2 separate regions of the Macaca mulatta genome follow, and region 1 is linked to region 2. A link is a contact called in public Micro-C data. All regions are on one chromosome and are shown on one strand. The core of a region is the stretch at or near the end of the contact, and the rest is flanking DNA. Distances in the headings are between cores, read along the strand shown. Region 1 holds the start of CD48 (CD48 molecule). Region 2 has its middle 19 kb from the start of LY9.

Region 1 (3,187 bases), core at 688-3,187, 52 kb after region 2:
TTCCTGATAAGATGTTATCAATGACAATGAGTGCCGGAAACTTCATTAGCAATTTTAATTTTGCCCCATCCGATGGTCCTGTGATCTCGCCCTGCCTCCATTTGCTTTGTGATATTTTATTACCTTGTGAAGTACGTGATCTCTGTGACCCACACCCCATTCGAGCACTCCCTCCCCTTTTGAAAATCGCTAATAAAAACTTACTGGTTTTATGGCTCGGGGAACATCATGGAAACTGCCGACATGTGATGTCTCCCCCGGACACCCAGTTTAAAATTTCTCTCTCATGTACTCTTTCCCTTTATTTCTCAAACCAGCCGAGATGCTTAGGGAAATAGAAAAGAACCCATGTTAAATATCAGGGGTGGGGTTTTCCCCCAGTACTTTCCCAGCCTCTGATAACCACAATTTTACTCTCTACTTCTATGAGCTCATTTTTAAGCTTCCATATATGATTGGGAACAGGTGGTATTTATCTTTATGTGCCTGACTTATTTCACTTAACATAATGTCCTTCCAGTGTGAGGATTGAGGAGAGCAGACATTTTATTGTTCATCTCCATGTTGAGAATCAGAAATATCCCCAATTAAAAAAAATGATTACAAATATGTTATATCAGGAACTGTGGCTTGCCTATGGGTCCTGGGTGGGCAAATAACTAATTTAAATTCAATAGGAATGGGCTTGAAATGTCCTAGACCAAGATATGATTTGGCTGTGTCTCCATCCAAATCTCATCTTGAATTGTAGTTCCCATAATCCTCACATGTCTAGGGAGTGACCCAGTGGGAAGTAAGCTAATCACAGGAGCAGTTACCATCGCGAGGTTCTCGTAATAGTGAGTTCTCACTAGATCTGATGGCTCTACAAGGAAGGGGCTTTCCCCATTGTTGCTCAGTTCTTCTCTTTCCTGCTACCATGTGAGGAAGGATGTATTGGCTTCCTCTTGCACCATGATTGTAGGTTTCCTGAGGCTTCCCAAGCTATGCTGAACTATAAGTCAATTTAACCTCTTTCCTGGCCAGGCACAGGCTCATGCCTGTAATCACAGCACTTTGGGAGGCTGAAGCAGGTGGATCACTTGAGTTCAAGACCAGCTGGGCCAACATGGTGAAACCCTACTAAAAATACAAAAATTAGCTGGGCATAGTGGTGCTTGCCTGTAATCCCAGCTGTGTAGGAGGCTGAGGCAGGAGAGTTGCTTGAACCCAGCAGGTGAAGGTTGCAGTGAGCCGAGATTGCACTGCTGCACTCCAGTCTGGGCTACAGAGTGAGGCTGTGTCTCAAAAAAACAAGACAAAACAAACAAAACAAACCCCCTCTTTCCTTTATAAATTACCCAGTCTGGAGTATGTCTTTATTAGCAGTGTGAAAACAGACTAATACAGACCACAGGGGTGGGAAATCCATTCTTTTGGGCCAAGTAATCTTACTTTTCTTCTAATGTTCAGTGGATAGGCTGATGTCAAGCTTCAAATGGTGAATTATCATAAAGGAAGAAGAGTAGAGGGTGGTGCTGGGGGTAAGAGATGCAGCACTAAGGCTATGTGGGTCTGATTTCCCAGACTACCTGCTCTGAGTGACACCTAACCAGGCTTGACTGGGCACCTCCTATGTCTTAGCCCCTGAATTAATCAGAGTGATTCTTTCCTGGGAACAAAAAGCAGATATTCTCTATCAGGGTCTCTTAATCTTTTCTGAGTACTGTCCCCACTGAGAGTCCAGTAGAAGCTATGAATCTTCTCCCTACAAAAAAGCACTCATGTACATTCAAACAAAATTGTTCTCAGTTTCCGTGATGCTCTTAGATAAAAAAATTTACAAGGCCTCCTGTTTCTGGTTTCTGGGGCCCCACACAAGTGTGCTGGGTGGAGAGAAAAGCTCAGTGTTTTTTTTTCTCTAACCCTATTTGGTAAGTTCCCTTTTTAGCCCTGGCCTCTTTCTAGCCAGGCTCTCAACTGTCTCCTGCGTTGCTGGGAAGTTCTGGAAGGAAGCATGGGCTCCAGAGGTTGGAATCGGTGTCTGGCTCTGGAATTGCTACTGCTGTCTCTGTCACTCCTGGCGATCAGCATTCAAGGTACTTTCTACCAACCGTCTGCCTGTGATTGTGCACTGAAGGTATGGTCAGTTGGGAAAGGGGAGATGGGATGTAGTTCAACCCTAGAAGCCGGATCTGGTATCTGGAAAGCAGATATTTCCATTCCAATACCATGGCCATGGCATGGTTGGGGAACCTTTCTTAGCACTGAAGAATTGAGCTTCATCTCCTTTCCCAAGGGGATGTAACCAAAACAGGACCCTGGGGAGAAGGAGAAGTAGGCTTCTCATATTTTGTCCCTTGGCTGGTGGTCCATGAAGTTGTGGAAAAGTGTTTTTTCATTTTGAATAAGAAGAAGCTCTACACTGACAGCTGCCGTATTTTATGCTCTGACACATTGTACTTCATTAGGCATTCTTTGAGACCTCTGTATATGTGAGGTGTTGTGTCCTGAGCCAAGGTAAATGACATTGTCATTTACCCAAAGAAAAGATAGATCAAAATTGTAGGAAGAAAAGCTTGGAAAGGATTGCTGTCTGGGGTCTCCAAATGAGGGTCTGAGAAGAGGCTGGAAGTGCGTCAGCAACAAGGGAACCTTAACGCATCTGATTACTAAGAGTTAAGGTCCATTCCTCTGCCACAGCCTGTTCGGTCCCCGTCATGTGCCCAAGGGCTGAGCTAACTTTCCTTCTTCTGTTAGAGCTGCCTCACCCTCTTTCTTCATCCATCCTTCTTATGCAGCTGAGAAGCAGCAGTGAAGCCTTTGACTTTCTTGCTATTCCCCCAAGTAAATACTCAAGTCTTTTTAATTTAAAGGGCTTTAATGCTCACCACTCCGAGGATAACAGTAAAAAAGAAACAAACATGCGGTAGTTACACCGTGGCATAAAATGATGATAGTTTGTAACTTTTAGGGAGGTGAGGGAGAATGTGTGGAGGATAGGTCTCTCACATGCTCTGCCTCTCAGGTAGAGTCCTTTGGTTCATGACTGTGTGAGTCTACAGCTGTATGGGTTCTGTGGACCTGACTCAATGCATAGGACATTGGTATGGCCTTGGGAGTTGGGACGGACGTGAAGTATTCATCTAACTATTGGGAAAAACAGGGTTGCCAATGAGAACTGGAATATTTCAGGACTTTCTCTTGG
Region 2 (3,322 bases), core at 749-3,248:
GAGAAGAGCTCAAATCCTGCCGCTTACCCACAAAAAGCCAGGGAAGTGGGTGTCTACTGGAAATTGTTTTAGGTGTGAAGTATGAACTGTATGTATCTGAAGGCTTCCTGCCTGCTTGGGTGCTGCCAGATGCCCTTGCTGTGTGACAGGAGGAGGTGAGAACAGGTAGAAAGAGGAGGAAATGACTAATGACCCTCAGGAGCAGATAGATTACCACCCTATGAAAGAGTAAGTTGACAATTCAGACTATGCAAAAACAAGTTGTTGGAAAAGCCCCCTTCATTTTCCTTAGCCGAAAAGTAAACAGATTGCTACATTCTGCCATCTTTGTAGTTTTACCCACTGTCTCCACACCCCGAAGTAGAGCCATTGAAGCCCCACAGTCACTACACATGTCTCTGTGCTGTCACCTTGCTTTTCTTTCTCCCCGAGGGGACTCACTGACCTTTCTCCATCTGGCTCAATCTGTGTCAAGCTGCTTCTTGACCCGTTTGTGTTTCCATCAGTTGTGAGCTCTTTGAAGTTAGGGGTCATGCTTTATCCATCCCTGCCATAGCACATAGTTGGTGCTCACTAAATACTTGCTGAGACACTTGTCAACTAAAGAAAAGCCAAGTTTTTAAAGAATTAAAGTTAGTTTTATTTACTCTTACTGAGGATGGCAACCCGGGAGAGTCTTTCAGAGAGTTTCTGTTAGACTGCTCCAAAGCAGTGTTTAAGCCTACAGCTTATACATAAGGTGACAGACATTCTGCCTGTGCTCAAAAGTTATGTAAGAGCAAAATTTCACCAAAGTTTGGGTGCAAGGGTCCATCTAGTTATAGATTGCAGAGGCATAATGATTAATCCTGTCAGCCTTTGTCTTATGTAAAGAAAAAAGACAAAGGCCAGGATCATTGAATTTATCTTTTCTAAAAATGCAGTGATTTAGGCAAGAGATGTGGTAACCTGGGCTCCGTCTTTATCATCTTCAGGGCATCCTTCCGAAGGGCTGTCCTCTGTCACTGAGTCAGGGGCTTTGTGAAATTCTGCTGGCAGCTGAATGAGCAAACATGGCCTCTTATGTTTGCTACTTTGTCTTACAGAGCAAGTGAGTGTAAAAACAAACAAACAAACAAACAAACAAACAAACAAAACCGAGTGAACGAATGAAAGTCCCTTTGAGAGAAGCAACCTATCCATTTCTGTTTGCCTATCCCACAGTTCTGAGTTTGGCTAGGGAGAGTTCATATCCCTGCTGATATTTATTTTAAATTTTGAAGCAATAAGGAAATTCAAAAATGGAGACAAAATTCAGGGGTAACTATTTCCTTTCGATTCATACAGCCTTATATTTTGCCTTCTGAGCTATTCTTTTCCTTGTATTCTTTTTAGACTCTCATTCAGATTGTGTTACCTCAATATTCTTCCCTTAGAAGACTTTAAGAAGCAGATTCCATTCAACAGTTTTACTCTACAGAAATACTGTGTATAAGGCCAGGTGTGGTGACTCACACCTGTAATACCAGCACTTTGGGAGGCCGAGGCAGGTGGATCACCTGAGGTCAGAAGTTTGAGACCAGCGTGGCCAACATGGTGAAATCCCATTTCTACTAAAAATATAAAATTTAGCTGTGTGTCACGGGGCACACCTGTAATCCCAGCTACTCAGCTACTCGGGAGGTAAGGGAGGAGAGTTGCTTGAACCTAGGAGACGGAGGTTGCAGTGAGCCAAGACTGCACCACTGCACTCCTGCCTGGGCAACAGAGTGAGACTCCGTCTCAAAAAAGAGGAAGAAGAAGAAGAAGAGGAAATACTATGTGTTTTCCTCAGTGTTCATGAAGCTTAGTGTGCAGGTATTTTCATAAGGTTCTATATTTTATTGGAAAACAGACAACAAAACAAAAAACAGACGAGTAAAACAGCTGAATTTGTGCATGGTTTTCCAGCTGAGCCATGAGGAGGCAGCAGTGAGCTAACCCAGGGCTTGCTGTGTGGCTTGGAGGATCCTGTTACCACCAGCCTTCATTGGGACCTTGCTTTCACTTTCTCTCTCTGAGATGAGGGAGTTGGACTACATGATCCTTAGAGTCTCTTCCAGCTCCAAAATTCTGTGTGTAAGCTTTAAATGGACGTTTGGGACTGATTTAGCTCTGGGAAGAGAAAGTGAAGGAAACAGACAAAAATTCCCTACTCTTATGAAGCCTACATTCCCATGGGGCCTTCCAGACCCTACGGTTGTCATAGTGGTGAGGAGGCTGTCCGGATTGGAGGGTATGAGGCTGGGTAAGAAGTCAGACCAGGGCTTGACCAGTAGATATCAGACAGATCCAGGGACCGGGCAAAACAGGAAATGAATGAAATTCACTGGGGCCAAGTGAGATGGGAGCAGGGAACAGGCTCTCAACAGGGCCGGGCAATCAGAGGGATTGTGGTGGGTCCCTAACTGCCCAGGAGGAGACACAGCAGAGTTGCACCCACAGGGCAGTTGGGCCTGCAGCACCTCCAGAACCACAAAGTCCGTTTAGCAGCCTGACTCAGCAGGGCTTGCTTCTGCTCCTGGGGAGATGCACAGGTCCCAGCTTGCAAGTGACTGGGAGGGAACATGGAGAACACAGCGAAGAGGAGGAGCTAGAAAGAGCACCAGAGGAGTGAGGGGAGGAACAGCTTGGAGGCTTATAGCTGACAAGCCTTCTGTAAGGGTGGTGTGAATGAGTGAATGACACAGAAGGGAGTGTTTGCTAGTTTGCTTGTTCTGTGAGCACTGGTCAGCTGCCTCTTATCACATGCCTCAACTTTATAATGATATGATTAACTGCTATTCTCAGGTCTTCAGTTACTCTTTATACTTAAAGTTCTAGAGGCTCAGTTCTGAATGGAATCTACATAATTAGCCAGTAGTCTGTCTTTTTTTTTTGAGACGCAGTCTCGCGCCATCACCCAGGTTGGAGTGCAGTGGTGCCATCTCAGCTCACTGCAAGCTCCGCCTCCTGGGTTCACGCCAGTAGTCTCTTTATGATGAAGTAACTTCTGTCGAAGGACTATGATGTTATACTCTGCTGAACACTTTATGTGTATGATTATCTTTACCTTCAATCTCACTACAACCCTGTGAGGTAGGAAGTATCTTTCACATTTTATAGAAGAGAAAACTGAGGTTCCAAGAAGCTAAGCATTTTGCTCATGGTCATAGGACTAGGAGAAGATGTATGATGTTCAGAGTTGCTTTTCTGTTCTCTCTCTCTCTGTGTGTCTCTCTCTCCCTCTCTGTGTCTCTTTCTCTCTCCTCTCCAAGTTTTCAGGGTGGTGAAAGTAAAACAGATTAGTGACTAACCACTGTGG

The links. A called contact is a pair of places that touch in the nucleus more often than the background predicts.
Region 1: a Micro-C map of CD4 T cells shows a contact between it and region 2, with 8 times the contacts expected there. The contact joins the promoter of CD48 here to the enhancer-like site in region 2. A contact is called at or near these places in 5 of 14 Hi-C or Micro-C datasets (CD4 T cells, blood, cortical neurons and 1 more).

The regions. Positions count from the first base shown.
Region 1 is chr1:106,135,741-106,138,927 of T2T-MMU8v2.0, forward strand. CD48 (CD48 molecule) reads left to right here and starts at 1,938. Exons shown (of 4, transcript XM_077940393.1): 1 at 1,938-2,119.
Region 2 is chr1:106,084,158-106,087,479 of T2T-MMU8v2.0, forward strand. No RefSeq gene overlaps it. Among named protein-coding and RNA genes, the nearest start is that of LY9, 19 kb to the left of the region's middle. Within about 2 kb of position 1,999, at least 8 of the 40 cell types and tissues checked have an H3K27ac peak or open chromatin away from gene starts, as enhancers often do. A contact at or near this core is called in CD4 T cells, where this site is marked.